Regions from separate parts of the Siniperca chuatsi genome. Here region 2 is linked to region 1. A link is a contact called in public Hi-C data. All regions are on one chromosome and are shown on one strand. The core of a region is the stretch at or near the end of the contact, and the rest is flanking DNA. Distances in the headings are between cores, read along the strand shown.

Region 1 (5,252 bases), core at 2,571-5,070:
TATGCAACAGAAATATAACCTTTTCATACTGACAGTAAAAGGGCTTCAGGAAAAAAAGGCAATGTGCATTTGGTCATCTAGTCAAGCTGTGTATGTAAGACACTAACCAAAACAAGTGTTAAAGAAAACCACACTCTAGACTTAACAAAGATCATGCAATATGGTCTACTAGGCTAAGAACAGTTTATCAACCTTTACATTAAGTTGTCCTCGTGTATGTGTAATAATTGCACTGGATTTACAAAGCTGTTAGTCAATATCAAAGGCACCGTGCCGAATTGATGATCTACTTTCATTAAAATGCAGCTCAAATCACAAAAGGTAATATTAAAGTGTTTGCTGCATGTAAATGAAATTATATATAAACAATTCTCTAAGAACCAAATATGTCTTTGCTAATATTATTACACACAGAGGGCCACTTAACGCGAATTGTTGCAATAATAAACAACAATTTCAAGGATTAACAAAATCTGTCACATTTTCAAGGGAGCACCACCAATTATATTAATATTTAACAACACATCTCATGATCAAACAGTTTTAAGCTGGAGTGATTAAAATGTATTTTGTCTTGTAAACAAGAAAAGTTTCAAGCTAGCTAAAAATCAACTCTTGAGTTCAAATTCCTTGCTATTTATTAAACTGCACCACAATCATTAATTAAATGCCACTGGAGGAAGAGATATAAATGTTTCACACAATTCTTTGACATATAATTTTAACACCAGAATTGAATTAGCAGGACAAGGTGGTGTTTTACTGTATGGATCTTTAAAAAGACTACTTCTGCACTCAATTTGGTCTTTTCTTATGCTCAAATTTTTACAATATGATGTCCAGCACTGTTTACAGTTATACCTAGTATACAGCCTAAAGTGATTTAGCCATAGTATCAAAAATTGTAATGTTCCAAATTACTTAAAAGTTCTCATATTTGCATGTGTCTTAAAATTGATATTTGTTTAATATAATGTTCAGATCTGTAGGGTTAACTTGCAGATCCTCTGACTTTATTTGCAACACTGTAGAAACCACATTTAAATCTAGCATGTAAATTTCATCAGTGCTTCGATTTTAGTTTGGTGGCGATCCCTTGTAAAGGTGTAACTGAGATGTTGGATAGTACAGAGGAAAAGAAATGAAGACACAGATCTGATCAAAGGACTTACTCAGCTTTCGCTCCCTGAATCAAGAGAGCGTTGATACATTCCAGGCTGCCCGCACGAGCAGCCTTGTGGATGGGCGTCTCGCCCACATAGTCCTGCGTGATGACAAAAGACTGCAGTTACACACAGAAAAGCATGACTGTATTTATATATATATATATATATATATATATATATATATATATATATATATATATATATATATATATATATATATATATGAGTTAAGTATTTAATCAAATATACGCTCCCTAACTGCCTCTTTCTACATTTCCAAGGTTAAAAAAACAGACTCCAGAACGATAACAGGGCAGAGCCTGAACTTTTCACCCAGACTTCACCACCGCCCACGCACATTTACAGTTGCACATTAGTAAGAGTGCAGATGGAAGGGGGGGGGGGGAAGCATACAGCAGAAGGCTGTCTCTAACCACAATGTAATGTGGGCCGTGATCAAATCCTGAGCTATTCTACTGTCCAAAACCAGCCAAGTCAAAATATTATGAATCCAAGAGGAGGGAAGGTCACAAATACTAGAATTTCCCCAGGTGTTTATTTCAACATATGCTGAGCAAATTTAAAGCCAATTGTTAGAAATGTGTTTCATGATTATGTCATCGTGACCTACTAATCTGATTTCTCTCAGCAGTGCAGCGGAGCATTAAATATAGCCCCAGTCTATGAAGTCTGTGCATGAAAATACACAAAGTGGAAAAGACGTGACGAGTACAACGCATAACAGTCTGAGAGCAAATGCACTCTCAGAAAATGCGATAGATAAACACTGCGAGGGCCGTGACCCCACTTTAGAGGGATCCTCCTTGATGGGATCAGTCTGAGCTCAATCTCTCACACTGCGCTACTCTTTTCACTCACACATGCCTACCTATGCCTACATAAATATGAGGGTTTTTTTATGTGAAAGTGATTTTTGTGATTTGTTGTTAAATGTTGAGTCACATATAGTCTACAGTCCCTTTGTAATGTGCTGTTTTCTTTGTAGCTGTCAGTGAAAGATCATGTTTACACGCATTTCTCCAGGAAATGTTAACAAGGAAAATTCCTGTAAACTTGCTTGAGAAGTTGGGTGACTTTCAAAGTGTCAAACTGAACTGCAGGCATGTGTTGAGTGTGCATCTGATGTTGTACCTGTCTGTTAATATCTGCACCAGCTTGGAGTAGCCATAACAAGCACTCAGGGTGGCCCCCAAATGCAGCAATGTGGGTGGGCGTCTGTGCAAACCTGGAGGTCACCGCATTTACACCACAGCCCACCTGAACCAGACGCATCACACACTCCAACTGTGAAGAGACAATGCATAGACACAGATTATAAGATATGTGCAGTGTTTCATTCATTGCTTTCAAAGAAGACATTGGGCAGGTATAGACAAGTGTAGTACAGTAGCTGGTTAGAGGCAAAAATGCAACACCATTGTGTGGCCTGCTCCAGTCTGAGCCTTCATAGCTCTTGCTGTGGGCATGCATCCAATTTCCGCGCAAACTGTAAGCCTGCCCTTCCCAACGTGTAGTTAGTGTAAAACAAATCTTAGCACAAGTATGTGCGCGTTTTAAGGTCAATACACATTTAGTTAGAAATGAGTCATTAATGTTGAAAGTGGGATTAAGTGGGACGTTGCTTTTAAATCAGCCACACGTTTTTAATGTAACATTAAAGCTTTAGAAAAAGATTACAGAAATAAACGGAAAATTAATGACTGACCATTAAGCTACTTCAGTTTTGTGCTCAGATATCACCTGGTTTTAAATTATTTTAACGTTAGCTAAGTGTTTGGTAATATCAGTACCGTTATTTTCGTTTACGTTAACTAACGTTAGTTAAGCTAACTAACGTTCATTTTTCTCATAACGTTCCGGGTTCTTTTGTCAGCGTCTCATCCAACGGCCATTAAGTTACGTTAATGTTAAATATTGTTACCGCTCAACGTAAGCTTTTTGCTCGCAAAACATACCTAAAATGTAATGCAGACTGGTACAAATTATGAAAAATCCGTTAGCTATAGAGCAGTAACGTTACCAATTTCACGTTTATAGCCCATTGTCTGCCTCCAGTTAACGATGGCTGCTTTTTACTCTCATCAGCTAACTGTTAAGGCAAACATCAGGAAATGGCCGAGACTAGGCTCATGTCGGAGAGCGCTGGCGCTCATTTTCACCGTTTCACCAAAATGTCCATTGAGAGAAAACCTAACCCGTAAAACACCCAGCAAACTAGGTACCTTTCCGAAATGAGCGCCCCAGTGTATGGGCGTCCAGCCGTAGAAGGTGTCCTCCACCGTCAGGTCAGCCGGGTTTGCGGTGCACTGAAGGAGGGAGCACAAGGCACCGACATCTCCATCCCTGCATGCCCGATGGAGAGGGAAGCGGCTGTTTAAGACCTCCTCGCTCGAGAATCCAGACTCCAATCCCACCGACATTGTAGCAAAACGGAGCTAAGTAATACCTAACTACCTTAGAACAGACAGCAAAATGACTAGCTATTGTTTTATTCTGGTCGCCGATGGGGGTGCCTGTATTTCAGGACACACGCCACCCTGCCTGTCTTTCTTTCTGCCTGACAACACAAAGCAGACAGGGGCCAGGGCAGAGCACGCGCCGAAGTGAAACTTGAGAAACGCCGAGTAAGCTGCAAACTGTGGGCTGGATTTCACATTCCTGACTTTTGTTCTTCTTCTTCTTCTTTCACATTTAACGGCAGTTGACATCGCTTGTGTTGCATTACCGCCATTTTACTCATCTTAACTCCAGTGTCCGGTTTGTCAGATTTTTCCCATCTCCAAACATGTTCTGCCTTGTCCACTTCATCCAAACTCCAGTACGCTCTTTAATCCTGCTCCTCTTAGCCCAGATCTTTTCATTTCTTCCATCATGTCCTTTCTCTGTTGAATACTTCCCGTGTTCCATTAACCTAGTCATTATTATTGACTAGGTTAATTATGATTTTCTTCCATACAGTGCCCTTTTCCTTCTGATTTTCTGATTTTTCTTATTCACCTTATGGCGTTTTTGGCGGTTAGCAAACAGCTTTGAGGAGCTTTACCGCCATCTTCCGGAATTACCTTTCTACATGCTATTCTGCCTTACAAAGCCAAAATGCAGTAACTATATTTAGTTCGCTAAGTTAGTTAAGACCAAAATCGGACTTGTTGACATTTATTTTGCCAGATAAATGTATAATAAAACTATGTTAAATGTGTAGTTACAACAAACCAAAACTAAACGGTCAACTACACAGCTAAAGCAAGAGAGCCAATTCCTGTTCCAGCTAGCTAGAGAGAGCCACAGATAGCCTTGACTAAAGCCCCATAACTGTTATAAATATATCAATTTCGGTAAACTAACATCTTGGTAATTTAGTTGTTATTCCACATAAATAAGGCAGAAGCTAAATCCAGTCATGGAGAATAAAAACAGTCAAACTCGTCCTGCTAAACTAGCCTAACGTTAGCTTAGCAGAGTAGCAGTAACTGCCAGGTAAGTTTTTGACTGAATTCACAATTTGGTGTGGTCAAGCTACTTTTAAATCACCTATTTAAAGGTATTAAGGTGGAAATTAATTGACTAGTAATTTCAAGGCAATTATTATTATTATTTAAAAAATTGCAGATGGAAAGCTGAAAGAATAAATCTTGTACTGTGTTTTCCCCTCGATCATAGTCCTGAAGCTTTTCCAAAGATTTATGTCAATAAATGTTTGCGGTAAAATAATAAGTCCAAAAAGACATGAAATAAAGGAATTACATCCTATCCATCTGTTACAGTATACACAGATCCCTTCTCAAAGCACTTTCAGTGTAAGTGATGGGCGACAAAGAACATTTAATTCTGACGTTCAACCAAAGCTAATATGAGGCTTCAGCAATCTAGTTTGACAAATCAAGTAGATATTTTATAAAGTTAGTCTTTTTAGTACTAAATGGCATCTTTATTTTACTATCCATCTGCCATGGCTCAGCAAGGAAACACTGAAAACACAGAGCAAATTAAAGTTACTAAAAAGACTTACTTTGGAAGATATCCATATCATTGTCTGACTAATTTTTCTCACATTTAAATCGCTGT
Region 2 (4,864 bases), core at 744-3,243, 72 kb after region 1:
CCTTACCGTAGCAGCACAGGTTTGATTCCAGCCCAGGCCCTTTGCTGCATGTCATCCCCTCTCTCTCCCCTGCCTTTCCTGTCTCTCTCTCCAGCTGTCACTATCTAAATAAAGCAGAAATGCCAAAAAATTATCTTTAAAAAAAAGAGCAGGTACATAAATATATACCAAGTGGCTGATTAGGGGAAATGGGGGGCAGGTCTGCTGGCAGTGAGGATCAGGTGACTGGGAAATGGCGGAAGCCGACTGGGGACTACTGGTGGACAGGCAGGGAGTGACAGGACCAGTTTGAACTGGATAATGGCAGGAAAAATTAAGTCGCTTTGACATCCAGAGAAACATTTAGTCTTTTCCCTGATCTGTGAGTTTCATCCATTTCTATACCTCTAATTTTAGTATTTAGAGTGTTTTCTTCTTAATGACTTAATTTTACTGCCAGTTCTTACTTAACTTACTGGAGTATTTCTCCATTATGGTCGTGCTACTTTCACTTACAGTGGCTATAATCAGACAGGGTTATCTATGGAAGCGTATACAGGACTATATTCAAATGATAATATAAACTTGAAAATTAAAATGTAATTCCACAACAGAATTATAATTTTCCACATGTGTATGTGTTATTTGAGTAAAAATGAAAATGAAAATGCAATTCATTCATTCATTTTCACATACTTATATGGGCTTTCGATGACTATATTAAAATGAAAATGGAAAAGCTGTTTAACATTTAATTTTCAAAGTTGTAACCTGCTGTACAGTGGACAATAGTCAAATGTTAATTCAAATTTGAAAATTAAATATAAACAATGTAGCTTAAATTTCCAGTTCCCGTCCAATTTTTTCACAATTGAGAATGACTTCCGGATGGGAGCCGAAACGTCTTGATTCTGAAAACAGTGTCCAGATGACTACGACTGAAACCTTTTCTACGATGGAACACTCCTGGACGAATGAGGGACTACACCGTCCTATAAACAATGTAAACTGATTTTCCATTCATGCTAGCAATATTTAAGTCAAAATGAAAATGAAATTTTGAAAATGAAAACTGCATTTGACATTTCATTTTCAAAGACTTAAAGGTGCTATTGATAACACTGATAACATCCAGCCACTAGGTGACACACTCCCCAACCCCCATTTCATTCCAGTGGTTGCACAACCTGCATATTTCATGGTTGAGTGGAGTGAGACGTGATATCACATGATGAATTTTTAGTTTTGAATTTTGAGTAATGAATTCATTTTGCAACATATAGCTATACTTTAGCTATAGATTTATATAGGATATGGCTAGCTAGCTTTAGGTAACCCTTTCCCCCCATCATTTAATAATTATAGGGGCCCTATATTGCAACAATTACCATAAAATGACATTTCAATCATCAAAAATATAATGCTATTGTGGAATTACATTTTAATTTTCAAGTTTACATTATCATTTGAATATAGTCCAGTATACACTTCCATAGTTAGCACTGTTGCCTCACAGCAAGTTTTCTCCAGGTACTCTGGCTTCCTCCCACAGTCCAAAGACATTCAAGTTAATCGGTGACTCTAAATTGCCTGTGTGACTGTGAGCATGAATGGTTGTTTGTGTCAGCCCTGTGATTGACTGGTGACCTGTCCAGGGTGTAGGCCTACCCCGCCTCTCACCAATTGTCAGCTGGGATTGGCTCCAGCTGAGTGTATAATATGAAAGGTGTCGCTCGTTGTGACAAACGTAGAAATAATTATTACCCAACTCTGCAGTTCCCTTCAGCTCTATGAAAAAATAAGTCTTTCAGTTCCTGTTTTTGGTCTCTACCAACTCCTGAGGGAAATATCAGGAGCTGCTAAATGCTCCACTTTGTTCAACAGTTAGTTGCTACTTGTGTCTGTCTGCTGTTTGGTGCTGAGCAGGTAGCATACAGTGGGTTTATAGAGCCTTTTCATTGAAAACAGCTACATGCCCGGAAACAACACTGATGAGAGTGGTGAGACCTTGAGAGTAAATCAAAACATTAAAGTTGCGGCCGTAAAACCCAAGGGTGAAATCTTCAGTGAACTCCGTTCCCTGCAGTGATTACATGCTTGGTAAAACCGAAACAATGAGCTGAAAGACAGTAAAACGCTCTGTAGAACTGAGGGGAACTGCAGTTGAGTGAGATCTCTGGGTTTGTTAATGCCTGCTGAGATATTTAAGTACTCTTGTGAATCCAGTCCTGTGTTGATGACTGGGAAAGACCAGCGTCATCCTGGGATGTTGTCTCTGCCCGCTGATGTTGACCGATCAGATAACCACAGAGGACAGTCAAGGACAGTATGATGTTTTGTCTGCTGTTTTCCATCTGCTGTTATAGTGGTTTGCCCTGTTGTAGCGGCCCTGTTTAATAATTAAGTTGATGGTTACAGTTTCTAGTTCAGCACCCTGAGTGTCGCCTCCATGTGAAGTCAATATTCAGTGACACTGGAGCTGTGAAGTCATTTGAAACAGTTAACTCTTTTTTTTTTCTCATCAGGAATGATGGTGCGATGAAAAAACTAATTCCTTAGAAAGAGCCACAAAATTTTTTGTGAGTGTGCAAAACATCCTCATAAAACTTTATTTTGGGACATTTACCTTCAATAATTTGTTGAATTCCTTGTTGAGATAAGATGTTGTGAAAGGATATCATGCAGCAAGGAATTACTCAGTGTAAACCAGTTACACAGAGAAAAAGCTGTTTAATTTGATGGAAGAGATAACTCAACAATCAATGATACAATTATTTGCTGGAGTGTTTATTTTCATAAATGCATGGTGAACAAAACACAACAGTGATTTAACTAAAGTTAGCTAACATTAGCCCACATTAGCTACTGGACCGAGTAAGGCTGTAGCAGCAGTGTATTGAATTGTGCAAGGGTGCAAGCTTTAGCTTTTCATTTGTAAGAGGAATATTGTGTTGTTAGTTACATAGTCTCACTTTAAAGTCTCTAATAAACACAGTTTATCAGTGTCATGCTAATTGTTGGGAGATTAAGATTCTTAAGGGCTTAATGTGAAAACAGCATAGTTACGAAAAAGGGAAAGCTTTGTGGAATTTTTAAAAAATATTGTCACAAGAAGGGACAGATATTTTGGACACATGTTAAGCTAAATTCACAGATGTTCAGAAAGATACATTTTTTCACAAAATCTATTAAGCTATTCAAAATAGCATTTGGTGTGAAATCAGTAAAATATGCAAAAAGAATCACAAAAAATATAAATGGGATAAAATCAGCTAAATGTGGTAAAAGTTTTATAAAGAATCTTTTATTTCCTATCTGCTATGAGGTGTTAAAACCAAGGCATCGAGTTGTACTTGAATGAAGAATAAATGGTATTATTGACTGAAGGCCCTTAAGCTCCACTGAACTCTATTTTCTCCCAAGGAACTGAACAGACGGTACACTAAGTTTAAGTAGAGAGCTGTACTGTCAATGCAACACACACATGCACACACTTCAATTTACACTGCCCGTGCCCCTGCAGTGTGTGTCAGTACTGCCTCCCTCTGGTCTATTGAGACACTACACCCGGTAAAAAAAAATAAAAAAAAAAATAGGCTAAATCAATGAACAAGTGATTTTTTTTAAATCCGAGAAAGGGCATTTTTGAACATTTTACTATTCTATTATACTGAAATTACTTAAATATCCCCACCAGACTTCTTTTAAGATATAGGCCTATAAAAACGACTCTGCTTTGATGTGCTTTTTCCAGAGAAAGGTTCAATTATCAGAATCAGAAATACTATTGATCCCCGAGGGGAAACTCTTTTGCTACAGCAGCTCACTATCACGTCAGTGCACACAGGAATATAAGTACTAAGCAAAAAATATATATAAAGCACTATAATACAGGTCAGAAAATAAATTAAGTACCAAGTGGGATAAATATAAAATAAAATAAGTGTGAAGTACAAAGTGGGTTTACCGGTTGAAGATAATAATATGGTATAAAGTAATAGTGCATGAACTGCCAAGATAAGTTAAATGTAGCTTATTTATAATGAGACAGAGGATATTGCACAGAATATCTAATTACTAACTAACTAACTAATTACTTCTCCTTCTCTTTCATTGAAATCTATTAATATGCAAATATTGTTCATTTCTAAAGTTTTACTGCTGGACAGAAGATGTCTCCTATTTCACTGAGTGAAGCCCATTCTCAGTGTTTGTGACCTGGAGGTTAAAGTTTCCACATCACTCTGTGTAAGTTTCACATTGAAGCCACTAGGTGGAGGGCTTCATCCACCTGCCTGTACTGAGCTGCAGAAGCAACAAGCTTAACTAACTTAACTTCCAGCAAATCTATAATAAAGCTGTAATGCTCAATACTTTATATTAATTACAATAACAACAGACTTGTCAGTTTATTTTATTTAAAGTTAGTGGGGGGGGGTTCAGGCAAAGTACTGTAAATATTTAACTGTATCATACGTCCTTCAGCATGAAAGTCCATTTTTAACCTTAGCAACAGAAGTTTGACCAAACAAAAAAAAGATCTTAATTTAAGATCTAGATCTTAAGATAGCTTTTTCCAATCCAGTTTGCTCAGTTGTCAGGGCTTTAGTATGAGAAAGTATTTTGTGTCACAATAACAAAAAACAATAACTGCATTGACTGGGAAGGGATCAGTATCATGGACCACAAGTCAGTGAACAGCAAGGGAAAGATCAGGGAGGCCATCCACATCTTACACTGGGGACCATCCGGTAAAAGCTTGTAAATGGAACTTGAGTTAAGATTTTGTTGTGTGTCAAATCCTTCCTTCAGTCTGGCCTCTCTATACCTATTAGAACTACAAGGTAAACATAATGTAAAACCCTAACACTTAACTTAAAAAGCA

The links. Hi-C and Micro-C count contacts between places; a contact is called where the count stands out from the background.
Region 2: a Hi-C map of skeletal muscle shows a contact between it and region 1, with 11 times the contacts expected there. The contact joins the enhancer-like site here to the promoter of ankrd10b in region 1. A contact is called at or near these places in 2 of 3 Hi-C or Micro-C datasets (liver and skeletal muscle).

What each region holds. Positions count from the first base shown.
Region 1 is chrLG12:17,891,460-17,896,711 of ASM2008510v1, forward strand. ankrd10b (ankyrin repeat domain-containing protein 10b) reads right to left here and starts at 3,821. Exons shown (of 6, transcript XM_044216576.1): 1 at 3,410-3,821; 2 at 2,319-2,471; 3 at 1,173-1,264. The coding sequence starts at 3,607.
Region 2 is chrLG12:17,965,343-17,970,206 of ASM2008510v1, forward strand. No RefSeq gene overlaps it. Among protein-coding and RNA genes, the nearest start is that of cbsb, 21 kb to the right of the region's middle. Within about 2 kb of position 1,994, the one cell type or tissue checked has an H3K27ac peak away from gene starts, as active enhancers do. A contact at or near this core is called in liver, where this site is marked.